Regions from separate parts of the Sus scrofa genome. Here region 2 is linked to region 1. The links are chromatin contacts, called in public promoter capture Hi-C maps. All regions are on one chromosome and are shown on one strand. The core of a region is the stretch at or near the end of the contact, and the rest is flanking DNA. Distances in the headings are between cores, read along the strand shown. Region 1 holds the start of KATNAL1 (katanin p60 ATPase-containing subunit A-like 1). Region 2 holds the start of USPL1 (SUMO-specific isopeptidase USPL1).

What was found. Promoter capture Hi-C pulls out the DNA fragments that hold promoters and counts their contacts.
Region 2: a promoter capture Hi-C map of liver shows a contact between it and region 1, with 2.4 times the contacts expected there. The contact joins the promoter of USPL1 here to the promoter of KATNAL1 in region 1. A contact is called at or near these places in 1 of 5 promoter capture datasets (liver), 1 of 47 Hi-C or Micro-C datasets (heart right ventricle) and 2 of 2 datasets of contacts at active chromatin or transcription factors (alveolar macrophages and skeletal muscle).

What each region holds. Positions count from the first base shown.
Region 1 is chr11:7,061,173-7,065,644 of Sscrofa11.1, forward strand. It overlaps KATNAL1 (katanin p60 ATPase-containing subunit A-like 1), which reads right to left and starts at 2,999. Exons shown (of 13, transcript XM_021065541.1): 1 at 2,853-2,999.
Region 2 is chr11:7,319,148-7,323,697 of Sscrofa11.1, forward strand. It overlaps USPL1 (SUMO-specific isopeptidase USPL1), which reads left to right and starts at 2,040. Exons shown (of 9, transcript XM_021065545.1): 1 at 2,040-2,217. It also overlaps a transcript of HMGB1 not described here.

The DNA.
Region 1 (4,472 bases), core at 1,749-4,248:
AATAAAAGATATATCTGAGTCTAGCTTTTAAACAATCCAATTAGGGGTAGGGGTGGGAGATGAAACAAAGTTGGTTGTGCACTCATTCTTCAAGTAATGGCTATATGGGGGCTCATTATTCTATTTTCTTTCATATATGTATTAATACGGAATATTTTTAACATTTTCTCAAGTAGCCTGTGCCCAGATTCCTTTTCTTCATTTTTGCAAGGTTTAGAAATGATGGGCAGCCACCAAGTCCATTAGACACATTTCAATCTTCCCTTACCCTCCCCCAGGCACCTGGACCACTTACTCCCTGATTCCTACTCTTTGCTGTCTGTTAGGATGCTCTCTCTGGTTCTCCTTCCTCTCTGCCTCCTAACCACTCACACTCATCTGTGGACTCACCCCCGTTTCCTGTCAAACACTGAACCCCGTAAATGCTGCTGCTTCCCAAAGACTCCATATTCGAACCTCTTCCTTTTTCATTTCTTCATGTTCCCCCTATGTGAGCTGATCCATTCTCTCCTTTAACTTCTTAACTACATGTAAACCTCTACCTCCTGAACTCCAGATCCAAAAGCATCCTTCCCTGAATATCCCACAGGAACCTTGAACAAATATTCAAAAGTGAAAGGATTTATCTTTATCTATCACCCCAATAAAAACCTGCTCCTGCTCATCTCAATCAATGAGCTCACTATCCCATCTATCACCCTGGCCAGGAAACTAGGATTCATTCATCTTAGGATTCCAAATCTTTCTAGCCCCCAAGATCCAAACTCTTATTAAGTCCTATCAATTTTATCTCTTAAATATTCCTACAACCCGTCTCTTCTATAACTCCAATGGTTTACCTTAGACTCATTTCATCTCCCTACTGGACTTTTTTTTTTTTCTTCCTAAAACTGGTTTTCCCACCAACCACTCTAATTTCTCCTCCTCTGGATCCATTCCCCAAACTAGAGCCAGAGCTATCTTTCTCAGCTACAAACCCAATAATGTCACGACTCCTCTGGAAACTCTTCAATGATAGCCCCATGTTGAAGAAAAATTCTAAACTCTTTTATCATGGCAATAAGTACTCTGAGGTCTGGTCTCTCCCTACTACACTGCAAGTATTTTGGGGTTCAGTAATCAGAGTGACCCAGGGTTCCCTAGAAACAAAGCATTCAAATCTCAGCTTTTGCTTCTGTGATGCCATTTGCCTAGAGAGACTTTTCTCAGCCTCTCTCCAGCACAAGATTAATCAACTTTCTTAGCACAGGTCAAATGTCACATCATTCTGAAGACTTCTGCTAATCTCCTGAGGCAAGGACCAAAGGGTACAGAGAATGGCATCAGTGGTTGAGATTATGATTTAGATGAATTAGACTCACCTGGGTTGAAACCCCAGGTTCACACTGATGACTTTGGGCAAGGTCTCTAAGGCTGTTTCCTCATCTCTAAATAACAGCTACTTCGCAAGGATTAAGGATTAAATAAGGGGCTACATCCAAAACATGTGGCAGAGTGCCTCCCACAGAGTAAGTACTCAATACATATTACCATGACATTACTATGTGTTCACACTCTGGGGGGTATAGCAACTTACACGAGCTCTATCACACTGATGATGTGACATGGCCGTTTGCCCATGCAGGGCACAGATTATCTTCTAGCATCTCTTTATTCCACAATCTGGCACAATACCTGGCACACAACAGGTCCTTAAATTTTAAATGAATAAATAAAATACTTCAAACCCCTATACTGTATAACACAAAGCGCTGATTTTTTTTCTAGTGACCTTATTAAACCTACTTTTTAATCTCCTCATACAAAATCGCTACTTTAAGTTTATAGAGACCAGCTTCATTTAATCAAGAGAAAAGGAATTTTATAGTGGCCTTATGTTTTCTTGTCTAAATCACACACATAAAATAAGCCCACATCAGCTATTTCCCAACATACTATTGCAAAAATACCAAATTTCTAGGATGCTTATCTACCTATTGAAAAATTTTAAAAGGTAGACAAGGCAGGTTTTCTAAATCTGTTTCAGAGTTAATTTTCCTTACTATCACGGCCTGAGCAAACTTTAGGAGCCAAGGTGTATTCCAGAGCATTAGAAAAAAGGAAAGAAAAGAAAAAGGAAGGAAGGGGGAGGGAGGAAGAAAGAAAAAGGTGTTTTTTATTCTCCTGAGAACACTGGGCTAGTCAAAGAAAATATTTATCACTACTGCTTAAAAAGAAAAAAAATAAAAAGTCTACACTTTGAAAAACACTAGTAATTTAATGTAACCTTTAAGATGGAATCAAAATGTGTGCTGGCAGTGTTTAAGCTGGGGGGGGTGGAAGGGGTTCTCATTTTGTAATCTTGACTCAATAAATAAAATGCAAAATGCAACACGGTAAAAATATCAGACACTACTATCTATCAGCACTGTACCTTTCATCCACTTCTACATTTAACCTTTAAATATTACTGCCCTTTGAGTAATTATTAATCAGAGGGTTTAATTAATGCAAACACCTCTGAACTGCTTCAGAGTGAAACTGATCAAATACCTAGAAATAAACGTATCAGGAAAAGGAGAAAAGCCTGTTAAAACAGTTTTCCAGGTCTCCCAGCAAAAGTGTGCCATACCTACGGTTCTGCACCGCGAGGCAGCAACCTGGGAGGATGAGAGGTGCCGAAGGCCCGAGGCCCTGCAGCAGCCGGGCGGCCGCTCTTCCCCGAGGCTACTCGGGGCGGCGGCCCGGCCGGGGTGGGGCCAACGCTGCAGTCGGGGCGGGCCGAAAGGAGGGCGAAAAGGCCAGGTCTCGCCTCCGCTTCCCCTTCCCAGCGCTCAGAACGCCGTTCCGCGACCCCCCACAAGCCCCCTCACCACAAAGAGAGAGACTGGTCCCTCTCCGGCTCCGCTCAAACTTTATCGGTCTTTCTCAGTCGTCGGGGCCGCCGGGCTCTGTAGGCCGCCCATCCAGGCCGCCCCACCAGGCCACAAGCCTGAGGAGCCGCCGAACTACAATCCCCATAGTGCTCCGCGCCCCGCGGCGCTCCCCCTCCCGCCGGCACGCACTGCCTGTCCCGCCGCGCACTGCCCCCGGGTCTGCTGAGGCGGGGGCCGGGGAGGGACTTTCAACCCGGGGACCTCACCACGGGCTGGCTTGCTGGCGCCCGTCTCCCTCAGATTCATTACCTAGGTGCCGCAGGTCGGCCGACCGTTTTGCTGCGGGGCAGGTGGGGTGGGGGTGGGGCACAGGCCGCAGCCGCCGCGGAGTCCGTTAGTTCGCGACGTGCGTGGAGAGGCGGTGGCGGCGGCGGCGTACGGTTGCCATGGCAGCTGTGGTCCGCACGGCGGGGCGGGGGAGGAAATCGGGGGCTTGGAGTCAGCTCCAGGGAGGAGCCTGGGAACCCGCCCGGGTGCGGGGGCAGGGAGGCGCGAGGGTGCGTCTGGGAGCGGAGGGAGAGCGTGACATTGAGGAGGACGGTGACGAATTGCGCTCTCTTACCGCCGATGAGCCCTGCGCCGCAGCGTCCAATCCCCGTGGCAGGGCGCGTGTCCGTCCCCTCCGCCCGCGCGTCGATGCCTGCTCTATTCTGAGAGGATGCTTGTGGCGTCAGAGGAAGGAGCAGCGCCCGGCTCTTTAAAGGTCGCTGGTCCAGGCCCTCCCCCGCCGCCCATCCTCCTCTGGGCATCCCCCACTGGCCAGGCCCTATGGCTTGTTTGAACCCAAGCCACCTCTTTTGGAGTGTTTCACCAGTAAAACCGAATTTGCAGTTTTTCACACCCCCTTTCTGCCATTTTCTGAGTAGGATAGAAATGAACCATTTAGTAAAATACAACGCATTATTCGGGGGGGGGGGGGCTGAGACTTCAGTTGAATTTTGAGCTATAATATTTCTTTAATCGTTTGTGGACTGGCCATGACCCATCGCGGAGATGCACCATAGTCTGAACTGAGGTTAAGAGCAGGGGTTTCTAAAACCCACTTCTTAGTCCCCTACCTGCCACTACACTTGGTAGCTGAGACCTGGGGGCAGTGATGCTCAGCGTTTTAATCTGCAACGTGGAGATAATAATCTAGTTCACAGTGCTTGTGAGAAAGAAAAGCACTGATACTGATGAAGCTTTCCAGAACAAAGCCTGGCATTTAACAGTAACTTTTAAATATTAGTTCTTTAACCCATCGGTGAGACGAGCCAGAAGGTGGGAGGCCGGAGCTGAGGGTGGGGTTTGGCTGAAGAGGGAATTTTTCCGTGGTGATGGAAAAGCCCTGTACCTTGCTTAGGGATTGGGCTGTACAGGGGTGTCTGCGTTTGTCAAAACTCAGGAAATGCTACAATTAAGATTGGTACATTTCACCGTAGGTAAATTTACCCTCCAAAAAACAGTGAAATACTAGTTACCATTATTAGAGTTGTAGACTCTAATAGCGACCACAGTTCAGTCTTCAGGATATGCAGAGCAGGGAACGGACGCTAGAGGTTTAAGGGAAAGGAGGAG
Region 2 (4,550 bases), core at 790-3,289, 260 kb after region 1:
TTGCTGTCCCACATTACTGAAGAGGGTATCAAGGCAATGAGCTTGAATCCTACTGGAAGGTAACTGCACTCTTTCTGGGACTAAATGTTAAAGAGAGGCATTCCAAATATACTGTTGAAGCAAAAATGTATACAATTTTCTCAGCTTAGGACCATTACTCCTATAAGCAAATGGAAAATTTTCCAGTCGACCTGTCCTGATTTCATGTTAGTACCCTTCTTTTAATCTTATAAAGTTTTATATGACTTTTCCTACTATTTAAAAAGGGAAAAGCTGTGGAATCAAAACACAGCACACACTAAAATCCATTCTTTTCTTTCCACAACCCAAGCCCCACCTCCATTTTATTTCTATTTTTTGTTACTATACATATTTTTTCCCTAGCAAAATAATCAAATTTGCACAAAAAGATTACAAATAAACTTTGCAGACAACAATGTTTGATATAATTCAGTTTGGTGATGTTGATTTTCCTCTTTAAAATTTTAGGTTAATTTTGACGGAATCAATTATTTTGTTCAATGGAATAAACATTCGGCAAATGTTTTTATTACAAAATAGAGTGTATTCTATTCTAAAAATGGAAATAGCAATGTTGAAAGAGAAAAATCTGGGTCTTCGCTACTATTTCAGGACGAAATGCTACATTCTCATATTTTCATCATAATTCATCAAAATAAAAAACCTAATTAGCAAGATCTTACAACAAATATACCAGCACATTAGTAATCTAGTACAACAAAAAGGTAAACAAAAGCTATTTTTCAGTCTAGCGAAAAACAAAACAAACTCCCTGTTGGATTTCTTGGCTATCTGCATTCAGAAGTACGGAAAACTGAACTCCTCAGTGAAGAATTCCTTGGTACACGGGACCTACTTCCTCTACCCTATCAAAATTTTCAGCAGTATTCCAGAATATAACGATTTAGTTTGGGACCAATAATAAAAAAGCCCCATAGTCCAAAATGCCAATAGTGGTTCTTCTGTACTGAAACGGTCAGAAACTACATATTGTTATTCCTGGACACAGAACCAATCGAGCGAAGGACTTCTGGAATATGCTGCCCGCAAGATTCAGAATGCAGACTCAGAAATAGCACACGAGATCACGATGTCCCCTAAGCCACATGACCTTCCTATGAAAGCAGAGCCTTAAACTTATAGACTACACGACAACTCCCCCTTTCCCTGAGTTAAAACAAGGCAGGGCAGCTGACAAGAGTGCAGCAGGGACCCTCCGGCTACTGATAAGTAAGAAAGGGTCCTGGCGCTCAAAGTCCCTGCGCTTTGGCTACTCCCCTTACCGTTAGAAGATCTGGGAGGGAGCAAAGGAGGAGAAACACCCAGAATCCTGGTGGAAAAGCCCCTGGCCTCGCAGATGGGGTTTAGGGAGACAGGGAGGGGCAGCTCCGTGTGTGGTGACCCTTTGTGAACACGCAATGTGGCAGCTCGGCTCCCACTGAGGCTTTAGGAGAGCGAACTACGGGGGCCTTGCGCAGCCCGCCGTCGAGGAGACCTCGTTGCTGCAGGGGGGCGCCGGCCAAGAGCCTCCATCACACCCTCCGCCTGCTGGGTAGCCCTTCCTCCTCGCCCGCCCGGCCACCCACCCAAGTCACTCAAGGGCGCATCAGCTTCCGACCCGGGCTCGCATCGCTAGTGCGCAACGGGACGCGCGCCTGCCTCTTAGCGTAATCCCTCCGCTGCCGGCTGCGCACTAGTTTTAATCACGCCCCACCCCCTGGTCGCTGGCGTCACCTCCACCACTCAAGCGCTTTCCATCAGCTTCCAGAAATGTCGCCTCCCCAAACCCAGCCACTCACAGAAGGCGGACTCTGCAGGCACCGGCCCCGCCCCTGAAGCTGCGGCTGCGGCTGCCAGCCGGGTGATTAAGGTATTAGGGTAGAGTTACAGCCCCGCCTCTCTGCGGAGGCCGGCCGGAAGTGTTCCGTTCCTCATCCTCCCCGCCACACTTACGTCCTTCCAGGCCCCGCGCGGAGCAGGAAGGGGAACTTTTTAGCGGCGGACTCTAGCCGGAAGCTGCTTTCCTAGCGGAGGGGCCGGTGGGGGAGGAGCAGGCAGGGTGGAACGTGGGTTGAACGTTGCACTCGTGGTGTGGAGCTCAGGCTGGAACAGGAGTTTGGAGGAAGCTGGTACGAAGAAGTGGAGAGTCCGCTGAGGATAAAAGAGCAGACGGAATAGTTTCCTTCGGCTGCCGAAGTAAGGAAAAGGGACAGAGCTGGGCGACCCATGGGATAGTCGGCTCGCCGAAAGGATGGGCTAAGCTGGGAGGGGGAAAGGGTGGGACTAGGTTTTGGTGGGAAGGTTTGGTGATTAAGGTATTAGGGTAGAGTTACAGATACGTTTGCACTCAAGAGAGGTAAAAACTGAAGAGAAACCAGAGGTCCCCCCCCTCCCCCGCCCCAAAGAGCATGGAGATGGGGAGAGTTAACAGAACCTTGCGCCTCCTCGGGTTTCCAAGATTGGGTTTCGAAACTGTCGTCTGTTAGTCTGTGATTCAGGACTGCTGGGTTGGGTACCAAATAGGTCTGGGCGGCGAAAGCCGACCCCATTCCTCGGTTTCAAGTCTGTTGTGGCCTCACCTTTGACAGTTCGTTTGCTGAGCCCACCTGGTCTTGGAGGGAAAGCTTCGAACAGACGGTTCTCTGGGTTTCCCCATTTTGCACACGGGCTGTGAGTTAAGCTTAATTGCTTCTTTCACTATCCCCAGGGCCAGATTTACACTTTCGTTGTGCTGTGACTGGGTCCATACTGGTCTAGTAATTCACACGCAGGCTTCTGGAGCATAGTCGAAGTAATGAAGCGGGGAGAGGTCAGGAAAAAGATGCTGGAGGTGAAATGGAGTAGAGGAGAAGACTGGAAAGCCATTGGTGTCAGTTCAGTGAGCTTTAGGTCATAGCACTACCTTTAGGTTGTACTGAGCTGTTTGGATTTTCCCATGATCAGAGTGAAGTCAGTAGATGGTTTTAAGCTGAGCAGCAGCAGACTCCAGACTTGTTTTATAGAAGCATCACTTTGGCAGTGATACAGAGTGAGGATGGGATGGAAAGAGAGGTGGAGATTTGAGATGCTTCCAAAGAACTATCCATAGAATTTGATGTTTTTCACTAAATGATGAAGAGGGAAATGAAAGAGTAAAGAACCGCTCAAATTTTCTAGTATGCGTGTTTGTAAGAATGGAGGTGCCAAAGTATATATGAGAGAGAAGGAGAGGAGCAGGTGATTTTTGAAGAGAGGACAACGAAAGCAGTCATTTAAGGCCAAATAAAGTTGTAAGAATCACTCCAGGGTTTTGTACATAGAACACAGTAAATCGTATTTGGAAGAACTGAATAGCCAGCCTCTGGTATTTTTAATTAAAGTGAATTTTCTTTTGGGGGTTCTGCATATTCAGGATTTCAACCACCAACCTACCTGTTTTTACCATTGAAATGTGGGATGATGGGATTAGGAGAGCAGATTTGAAGGCTCTTGTTTTACTTAGAGAAGTTGTAGGGAGGAGCAGAAACCAGATGGAAAAGTTTTCTTAATCCCATCAAAAACAATTTATTCAAGATACATAGCTTCTCAGCTTTTCTTTTGAGAAAACTGCAGAATGATACAAGATGAGTATTTTCTTTTTCTTTTCTTTTTTTTTTTTTGTCTTTTTGCCATTTTTTGGGCCACTCCCGTGGCATATGGAGGTTCCCAGGCTAGGGGTCGAATCGGTGCTGTAGCCACAGCCTACAGCAACCTCATGGTTCCTAGTCAGATTCGTTAACCACTGAGCCACGACGGGAACTCCACAAGATGAGTATTTTCTGCAAAAAGTATAAAATTAGTTCTAAACAAATAGTAAAATTTCCTACATGTCGGGTGCTAAGCATTTTACATGTTATTGCATATAATTCTTTTTTTTTGTCTTTTTGCCTTTTCTAGGGCTGCTTCCCCGCGGCACATGGAGGTTCCCAGGCTAGGGGTCTAATCTGAGCTGTAGCTGCTGGCCTACGCCAGAGCCACAGCAACGCAGGATCCTAACTGCGTCTTCGACCTGCACTGCAGCTCAAGGCAATGCCGGATCCTTAACCCACCGAGCAAGGCCAGAGATCGAACCCTCAAGCTCATGGTTCCTAGTCGGATTCTTTAACCACTGTGCCACGACTGGAACTTCTGCATAATTCTTAAAACAAACTAATTTTACAAGTAAATTTCTGAACCAAAAGCCCATACTTTTAGTCATTCTGGAACCGTAGAAGTGGACTCTTTCCTGTAAATAGAACCAGCCAAAGATAACAAATTGGTGTTGCCTGTGAGCAGCTTAAAAAGAAAACATTAGCACCAAACTTGTTTTTACCCTTTTGGCAGTGGTTTTTTTTTTTTTTTTTTTAATCTCTTTTATTTTATTTTTTATTATGCAATGAGTTTTATTACATTTATAGTCATCATCACAACCCAGTTTTATAGCATTGGCAGTGGTTCTTAATTGGGCAAATTTGCCCCCCTTGTGGGCTGGAGTTGGGAAGTTTGGCAGCACCTAGAGATGTGGTCACAAC